Linked DNA regions of Mus musculus: region 2 is linked to region 1. The links are chromatin contacts, called in public Micro-C maps. All regions are on one chromosome and are shown on one strand. Each heading gives the region's core, a stretch centred on a gene start, on an enhancer-like site or on the middle of the called end of the contact. The rest is flanking DNA. Distances are from core to core; before and after follow the strand shown.

Region 1 (4,839 bases), core at 989-3,488:
ATGGAAACCAGGCAGCTCCTTTTTTTTTTTTTTTTTTTTTTTAGATTTTTCTGATGATTTATTTAATCGTGCACTACCCTCCCCCAAATATGCACTCAACCTACTACCCTCACAGATACACTTGTGGACAACACCGAATTCGGACATGGTGAAGGGGTTCCTTCTCTTTGTCCGACCTTACCAGTAGGTAGGGGTGATAGCCAAAAACAGTCCAGCCAGAGAACCAAAAGGCAAAACATAAAACAGAAGAAGGCAAATGTGCTTGTGAAATTTGATTGTCATTTACAGCCTTGGGGAGTTGATGTGAGCTCTCCACAACGGAGGGTCTTGATCAGTAAAGACGTCACAGCATTATGAATGCTGGTGCAGGTCTGTGTGGTTTTCATGTCTATGTGCTTGTGTGTGTGTGTTAAGGGATTCAGGTATGTCTGTCTGCTGGTACGTGCGTGCATGCATGCGTGCTTGCACTGGTAGAGATAAGTAGATATCCTTGGGTGCCACTCAAATGCCTTTCATTTTTTTTCCCCTTGAGAAAAGTTCTCTCAGTGTCCTGTGCCTTCACTGTGTAGGCCAAACTAGCTGACCAGTGAGCTGTGCCTCCCTACAGCTTGGATTGCAAGCATGTATCACTACACTCAGCTTCTTTTACATGGGTCCTAAACTCAGATTCTCTTGTTTGAGAGGCAAGCACATTCATTACCCACTGAGCCATCTCCCTCTCCTTGAGAGCCTGTTATAGATATATACATCTATCTATCTATCTATCTATCTATCTATCTATCTATCTATCTATCTACATACGCATGTGTTTATGTATATTTTATATTTATATAAATTTATATATGGGTATGTATTCGTGTTAAAGAATCTAGTTTGATGTCTGATACATTATAGTACCCAATAAATGGCATTTCCACTTTCTTCCTATATTAGATTAGGAAGACCTCTTAAGAATCAACACTTAAAATAATTTATGAAAATTTAAAAACTGGAGAGCTTTAAAGAATGCCTCTTCTCTTAATTTCTTAATTGCTTGCAGTTGCAAATTGGGATAATTAGGATAATATATAGGTATGATCTTTTATTTACAGTATTAGATAAGCCTTACCAATTAGTTTATCAATAAGATTGTGAAGAAAAATGGTAACAGAGAAATAATGTATGTGTTTGGTCTAATATACACATCCCTGCTTCTAAAATCACATCATTGATACTGGATTTTCCAGCCAATCCCAAAAATAGATAATTCATCTCTGATACTGTTTATTAACCTAGTAAAACTGCCTCTGGGCCCAATTTCCTAGCAAAGGAATTTAAAGGTAACCCTGTCAGTTAAGCTGTAGATGTCTCTTCTTTCTTTCTTTCTTTCTTTCTTTCTTTCTTTCTTTCTTTCTTTCTTTCTTTCTTTCTTTCTTTCTTTCTTTCTTTCTCTCTCTCTCTCTCTCTCTCTCTCTCTCTCTCTCTCTCTCTCTTTCTTTCTTTCTTCTTCTCCTGACTTCTCCCAGCTGTTAGCACTGTCTCATGATGCTGTCACCTCCCACAGCTTCCTGGAGAAACTGTCCCAGTAATAGGTTGAGGTGGGGGTAGATGGGTGGGGATGCACAGCTAGGTTTCATCTGAGCCAGTAGCCATATGACCCCATATTCATGCCCGTGTAGTTTTTTCCCTCACAAGTAGTTGTTAAGTTGTTAATTCTGTTTTTGATAGGTTTTAAAAGGTGTGTGTGTGTGTGTGTGTGTGTGTGTGTGTGTGTGTGTGTGTGTGCAAAATGCTGAACCCGAGAACCAAGAGTGGTTGCTATGAGCTTTGCAACATGCACACGGGCGTGCACGCGCGCGCACACAAATACACGGACAAAGGGATAAATTGAAAAAGAAAGCAAGTAGCCCCTTGTTTGGTTCAGCAGTCTGGTCAGCCCCGCAGATGAGGAAGTGCGCCTTTGTCCCACGCTAAAGCCTTGTTTTCGTCTTTATTGTCTTTCGGGGTAAAATCGAGGGGGAAATTCACCTGTCTGGCTCAAAGTTAAACTGCTGGCTTTAATGTGACTGCATGGGAACTCGGGTTTATTAATGAATACAACATACCCGCTTTGATTTGAAAGCTTTCACCCTGCTGAAAAGATTCAAAAGGCATCGCTTCCTGCACCAGCGGTCTTCCTTTATCCCTCTCAGCGGTTCACCCCTACCCAGCTGCTATATCTCATTAACAAGCATTTGACCACTGCAGCAGGCCTGGGAGTGTTGACACTTGAAAGGCCCAGGCAGGCGTGGGCAGGCCATCAGCTATGGCAACAGGAAACTGCCCCGGAGACAACACTGAGAAAACGGGCAGCTGCAAAAGCCAAGTCCGGGTAGACATAAAGGGCCGCCTGTGCCCACGTTGGTCTGGGGTATCGGTGCGTGCCTGTGGATGTGAATTGGCGAGTCTATTTACTCATGCATGGGCTGTAAATGTTGCCATCGGCGTGTATCAGACTCTGGGCTTTTTGACAACTCAGGATGGATTTTTTATTTTGACTTACAATGTTCTTATGCCTAGCCCCGTGTTTCAAAAAAAATCTTCTTGTTCTCCAAACAATGTAAGCTGTTGTTTATGGACAGAATACTCATGAGAGTGTCAGGCTTGACGCACACATTCCATTCTCTTGGCTATCACGTGTATAAGGAAAAACCTATGTGCCTGGATTCTCATACAGTTATCACGCTACCCCATTATTTTTTCAAAAACAAGCCAATCCGTGAAATTATCTTATAAATATGTGAGATTGCTGTAATCGTTTCTGGTTTAGGCTTCAAGCTAGGATGGTTTAAGTAGAATATGTTAAGAATAGAAGTATTGTTCCAGTTGTATAAACTTAGCTCCAACAATTCTGTGGGATATCGTATTATTGGTTATAGTGATTTTAAATACAAATTTAAGTAACATTTATTTCTTACTCCCTGAGTGGTGGCCTTCTCAGTAGTATCTCTCAGTGGTATGTTTCTGAATGTACTAAATGTGTTTGTGCAGTCATTGGGGGAATCTCGAATTACAGACTATCTTGTGTAAAACCTGGGGCAGGAATTTTTCAAACCTGTAAGTTCGTTTTCAAGGTGCTCTGGTGGCCAGGTGACTCAGCAGCCAGTTCCTACCTCACAGGAGCTGTGTTACATTCATGTTCAAAACTGACCCCTTTAAAGCCATGATAAAAGAGATAACTCCCCAATAGAGGAAGAAAGGATGCTAATTAAAAAAAAAAAAGATGAATTCAGTGAGCTCCAAGAGACATTAGGTGACTGTGTGCAGAGTAGTGAATTATTTTCCTGTCACCTTCAGTACAATAGACAATTGGTGATTATTACTTTGTAGTATGTCATTAGCTTAATTCTTTTTAGTAATTTAGATTTGTGAACATTTGCCTATCAGTCATCAAAAATAAAAACCTCTCCTACATTATTCATATTGCTACATTGTCTATGGTTCTGTCTAGTAGAGTTAAGTAATTAGGAAGCGTTTTCTGTGTTTAAAATTATCCTGTCTTCAGTTATTGGGGAGGGTCAGAAAAGGAGCAGTTGAGAGCGGCGAGTTCCCCAGCTGGGCTTTCCTCCATTCTGTCTTTCACTTCTGTGCTCCAGGGGCAGAGAAGACAGCAGCAGCTAGTATGGATGTTCATGTTCCTGACAATACAGCAAAGATAGAAATGTGTTCCCGAGGGCCATTCACATATTTCCATTTGACTTCTGCTTTCCCATCCGGGTGGCCTTGGGTCAAATTCACATTCACTGAACAGAAAGATAACCAGCTCTGCTATCAGACGGTGGGAGGAGCTAATTCCAGGTCTACCACTCCCCTCCACCCCAGACAAGACAAAGCTACACCAAAGTGACCCAGTTTTCTGTACCTCTGACTCCTTATCTGTTAAACAGGGATGCCTTAGTTTGAGTTTCCATTGTTGTGAAGAGACATGACCAAGGCAACTCCTATAAAGGACAGACATTTAATTGGGATTAGGTTACAGGTTCAGAGGTTCAGTCCATTATCATCATGGCAGGAAGCATGGCAGTGTCCAGGTAGACATGATGCTGGAGGAGCTGAGAGTTCTGCAGCTTGACCTCAAGGCAGCCAGGAGAAGACTGTCTCATGGGCAGCTAGCCCACCCCCACGATGACACACTTCCTCCAACAAGGCCACACCCACTCCAATAAGACCACGCCTCCTAATAGTGCCACTCCCTGAACCAAGCATAGTCAAACCATCAAATGGGAAAAGAATAGTACTGATCTATAGTGTTGGAAAGCTTAGAAGGACATACATACACATACATATTCATACATATGCATTTATCACACAAAATCAAACATATACATTGTTTATGAAGACTACGGAACCTTTAGGCGGTAAAATCCTTCCAAAGGAAGTATGTCACTGTGGGCAAGGTTTGAGAATTTGTAGCCTTGCCCTGCTTCCTGCTCACTTTTTCTTCAGTTCAGATGTGATCAGCCAACTTCCTCCTCTGGTCATCTGGTAGCATACCTTCCCTGACATTATAGACAGAGTCCATAATGGTTCCCTCCAGAACCATACAGAAACAAACTCTTCCTTCTATAAGTTGCTTTTGGTCATGGTATCACAGCAACAAAAAAGTAACTAATATATGATTGATAAATTCTAGTGTTATTTTCTGTTGGGATTTTTTTTTCCTTATCATTCATATGATATTTCAGCTTGAAATTTTCTGTTTGGGTGTGTGTGTGTGGTGTGGTGTGTGTGGTGTCTTCATCTGTCTTTTATCTACTTATCTTGTTCAATCACTTACTGTTTCTCTGATTTCATTAAATCATTTCTGTATATTTTCTCAAA
Region 2 (4,839 bases), core at 896-3,395, 530 kb after region 1:
ATTATAAAAATTTGCTTTGAAAAAAAAAATATATATATATATATATAGTTGCGTTCTAATTACTTTTGACCCATAGATTCCTATTCTCTGCCCTCCCTCTCATCATCTGAGGCACACTTATCTGGAAAGAGCCTCTGACTTTTTGGTACGCCATTTACAATTCATCCCAACCTGCTCTGCGTTCCGTTTCCCCATAGCTCTCAAGTTAAATCAATACGACAGAGAGTATCAATAGCTTCAAGACATTTTCTTCTTCTCTTTTTCTTCATATCAAATTCTTTCTGTATGTGGTATGACAATACTTTTCCTGGGGAGACAGAACACACACAGCCACTCACCCAGATAGGAGTTCACAGCAGACAAAACTACAGATACCACCAATCTTCAACTTGGTGAGTCAGTGAGTTTGATTGGGGTTATAACCCCTCACTTATAAGAATATGAGTGAGGGGTTACCTACAGGAGGAGAAGTGCCTCAAAGGCAACTGATTTACCAAACCTCATCCCAGAAAAACCCATCTCACAAAGCTGAGAACCTGGACAAAGCTGTACAGTCTGCTGGTAGCTAAACAGACTGAAGGGTGGTCTTTCCAGGTGCCTCAGCTAATCTAGACCCCGTCTGGGTCAGATCGCTTGCTTTCTCTCCTTCCTTGGCGTTTGCTTCCTTGCATCTGAGAAGGACTCGGTTTTTACGACTCTGGCAGGGAGGGGCCTAGTGATTCTGGTCAGTTTCAGGAACTTCCTGAAGCTCTTCTGAGTTGTTTAACCTTCCTGCTTAAGGAGCTTCCTGCAGGGTGGACCGTTTAAATCTGGAAAGAAACTGTTACACAACACCATAAGAGTTTTTGTTAAAAACATCTATCCGATTACGCCTTGCTCTGGCTCACAGTGATTAAATAATATTTTAATTTAATAATAATTGGAGAAGACCCATATTATCCAGGATGGCTTCTCTACAGATCCACATCTGCTATGCTTTTCTCTCATTCTCAGTGCTCCAATTGTGCTTCTTGGCCAGCTTCCCAGAAACCCTGTTCTCCTTCCAGCCCTACTCCTTGCAACCATGGTCCCTTCGCTCGAATGATTTTTGCCACTGCCTTCTTGTCCTGCCACTTCTTGGTATCATCTGAACTTCAAATCTTCCCTGTCACCTCAGACAAGAATGACTCTGCCTCTGATGAACTCCATGCCCTGCGTTGTAATAGATATTATTTACCGTTTGCTACATGCTGTCATGCTTCAGTCAGTCAGTGTGGATGGGGTTAACTGTGTGCCCTGCCACTTCTTTAGTGTACAAGACACTTACACACAAATGTCCAACTGGTGAAAGCTGGACAGACAATTAAGTGATTGTGAGTGACCAGTCTTCTCATGGTAATTATCAGACTAAGAATTATTTGGCTTGTTATGGGTTTAAACTTTCTCAAGGAAATAGTTTCCCCACAACTATTGCATTCTCTAATTTCTTAGGTCACTAGGGTGGTGTTAAGAAGGCATGAAGAGTTTTCAGAGTGTGGTGGCTCACACTTTTTAATTCCAGCTCCGGGGAGGCTGAGACAGAAGGATAACCATGAACTCAAGGCCAGCCTGTGCTGCACAGCAAGACCCTGCCTCCAAACAATAATACAATTTTAAAAAGGAAGGATTTTGTTTGCATCTAGGTACAAAGCTCATATTTGCCACAAAGCTGGGCTAGCTGAACAAGAGACTGAATACCATTTGTTTCTTAACACTAAAGTTCAGCAAGAATAGTTCTATGCTAATTCCAGTGACCAAGAATGTATGTAATTTCCTCTGAAGAAAACTGTCCAATTGAGAGCAGGAAGAAATATTTTATCCCTTTCCCCTAAACTTAATCGTTTTACCAGGATCCATTTCTTCTTACATCAGATTTTTTTTTCCTTTACAGAAAGAAAACAACTGTGTCTGCTATGTATAAACCCCTCACATTTAAAAATTTGCCTTTCAGACACGTGATGTCCTTGGATGTGTGTATTGAACCACCAGAAATAACTCGGTGACATATTCTTGCTTACTTCATACATATTTCCAATGTGTGACTCACTGGTTTAAAGAGCACAAATGTGAACGGAGAGCAAAACACAGAGGTCTTGGCGTCCTTGTGCCTGAGCGGAAGATGAATCACCACTGCTGGCAAAGTGTCCTGGGTCAGTGTTGCCTGTCTCATAGTTTGAATGACCCCCACTGTTCCCATTCTCACCCCACTCACAAGCACACACTCATCCTCATAAGAACACCCCCGCCCCAACTCCACACACATCTTACTTTAAAAGCACTATGGAATGACTTTTGGCTAGGAAGTATGTGTATAAGAAAGAAATGAGTTGCTTTGGAGGCTACAACTGCATATAGGAGGGCATTAGAGGGACACACAATGTCACTGGCATTTCATTCTCAGTTTTAGTTCTCAAGGTTTCTTCTTTCACCATCTGTTTTTCTCACAGTGACAAATGTCACTTCCCATGGAATTTAGTAGGATGATGAATTTTGATGTAATGTCTTGATTGTCCTAAAAGTTATCTATTTTCTTCTTCATCCCATTTATTAATTGATTGATTGTTTATTGGTTGATTGATTGAGACAAAGTTTCATGCAGCTCAGGCTAGTCTCAGTCCCACCATGTAGCCAAGAGTGACTTTCTGGTCTTCCTGCCTCTATCTCCCAAGTGCTGAGACTATAGGTGTGAATCAACCTATTTTATGTGGTGGCTAGAACTCAGTGCTTTGTACATTCTAGGGAAGAGCTAGACTGGCTCAGCTACATCTGCAGACTCTCTTTGCTCCCTTCCCTTCCCTTCCCTTCCCTTCCCTTCCCTTCCCTTCCCTTCCCTTCCCTTCCCTTCCCTTCCCTTCCCTTCCCTTCCCTTCCCTTCCCTTCCCTCCCCTCCCCTCCCCTCCCCTCCCCTTCCCTCCCTCTCTTTCTTCTCTTAAAGACAGAGCCACCTTTAAAATTACATTAACTAATGTACAAAATTCTAATGTACGAAATTAGAAACTTCAGTTTGTTTGCTTCCTAATTCTGGAGGTAAAGGCTGAACTTTACCCCATGAAGATCATACCATATTCTTTTCTCTCAACTAAAACCAACTATACTCCATGGTAGAGCCAGAGATTAGGGTTACTGTATATATGAGTGTTTTTGTTGTATATATGAGTGTTTTGCTTGCATGTGTGTTCGTGCACCACTTGCATTTTTGGTGAACACAGAGGTCAGAAGAGGGCATTGGACCCCGGAGCTGCACTTACAGATGGTTGTGAATCACTGTGTGGGTCCTAGGGATAGAATCTGTGTCCTCTTCAATAAGAACAAGTGTTCTTAACCATTCACACATCTCTCAGTCCCTACTATGTTATTTTTTTCTGGAGAGAGGGAACGAATGAGAGAGAGAGAGAGCGCAAATCACTGTAGTAAGGAAGGAAAGAGAGTTCCAGAAGGGAGCATCGTGATCCATCCCAAATGACTACTGATGGTAGAGTCTACCTGGAAGGTTCAGGACTACCATGTCTGCATTGATTTGATGAAGATTTGCTTTCTCCCAGACAGAATGGAGGTAGAAGTGGACTTCGCTTTAGAGAATTGTCCAGGTCTGTGGAGCTGCTCTAAGAGAGATGCCATTGGGAAGACGATTTACAGCCCCGGGGAAGGGAAGATAGGCATAAATAGATCCATGGTTTCAGACACATTTTAGAGTCAACTACCCAGTTTTGTCTAAGTTAAAATAAACAAGTGAAACTTCTCACTACAACAAACCTCCTTTTCCTAGCAAAGGCTTCTGTGTTTAAATGTAGTTAACTATGGAGTTACTTTCTTGAATTAAACACTCAACCACTCCCTGTTGCTTCTCTCCTATGTGTGTCTGCCCTTTGCCCTCTGCCTTCTGGGGTGCCCAAAACCTCTACACAAAACCTGACCGAGGAAGGCAAAGCGTGGAGTCTGGGAAAAATAGATTCCATGGTTTTTTTTTTTTTTTTTTTTTTTGAGACAGGGTTTCTCTGTGTAGCCCTGGCTGACCTGGAACTCACTTTGTAGCCCAGGCTGGCCTCGAACTCAGAAATCCACCTACTTCTGCCTCCCGAGTGCTGGGATTAAAGACGTGAGCCACCACGTCCAGCTTCCATGGGGTTTTGATCTGGATGGCTTAATGGCCATGGTGGCATGCCTCTGGAGTTCCGGTCTCTTGTCAGGTACCGGCATCTGCAGAGGCAATGGAGGCAGCAACAGCAGGAGCCTGGCCAGCCAGGTGGGCGGAAGATCCAGCGATGAATGCTTCAGGAGAGCTCTTCCCCAAGTATTAAAGCTCAGTAAAGACTGCCACTCTCGGATGATCCTCCTGTCAAATAATTTGCGTGGTTTATGCTATGCAGACATGGACTATATAAACATTGAGGGGTGGGGTGGGGTGGGATTTAGGGGGTAGGTGCTTCCTATTGGCTGAGTTTGAGATGTTAATGATGCTCTATTTGCATGGGAAAGGACTCTAGGTGCTACTTAATGTGACTGACAGCCTGTGGACCTCTCAGTGGGGTGCTTTGGTCATAGTGTTCCAGAGCAGGACAGGTAGGGATCAGGCTCTATTCATGCCGGTTTCAGCTCTCAGATTCCCAGGGTCTGAGCTCACTCAGCCTTGCCAGTTTTTAGGTCTATCTGGTGCCACAGCCGGTTTGTCCTACAGTGTGGTATACGCAGGGGCTCTGATTTGGATAATTTATTTCACACCAGGTCAACAAAAGTAGTAATTTTGGAATTCCTCATTCATTTGGAATTTATAATTTTCACCACGAAGGTTCAGAGGAACTTACAAGCGTATTCTGCCAGCTG

Evidence for each region. Hi-C and Micro-C count contacts between places; a contact is called where the count stands out from the background.
Region 2: a contact with region 1 is called in a Micro-C map of muscle stem cells, with 4 times the contacts expected there. The contact joins two enhancer-like sites. A contact is called at or near these places in 1 of 39 promoter capture datasets (hippocampal neurons) and 1 of 484 Hi-C or Micro-C datasets (muscle stem cells).

What each region holds. Positions count from the first base shown.
Region 1 is chr14:105,481,268-105,486,106 of GRCm38.p6, forward strand. No RefSeq gene overlaps it. Among named protein-coding and RNA genes, the nearest start is that of 4930449E01Rik, 15 kb to the right of the region's middle. RefSeq lists an enhancer at 906-3,696. Within about 2 kb of position 2,239, at least 184 of the 459 cell types and tissues checked have an H3K27ac peak or open chromatin away from gene starts, as enhancers often do. A contact at or near this core is called in muscle stem cells, where this site is marked.
Region 2 is chr14:106,010,121-106,014,959 of GRCm38.p6, forward strand. No RefSeq gene overlaps it. Among named protein-coding and RNA genes, the nearest start is that of Trim52, 94 kb to the right of the region's middle. Within about 2 kb of position 2,146, at least 73 of the 459 cell types and tissues checked have an H3K27ac peak or open chromatin away from gene starts, as enhancers often do. A contact at or near this core is called in muscle stem cells, where this site is marked.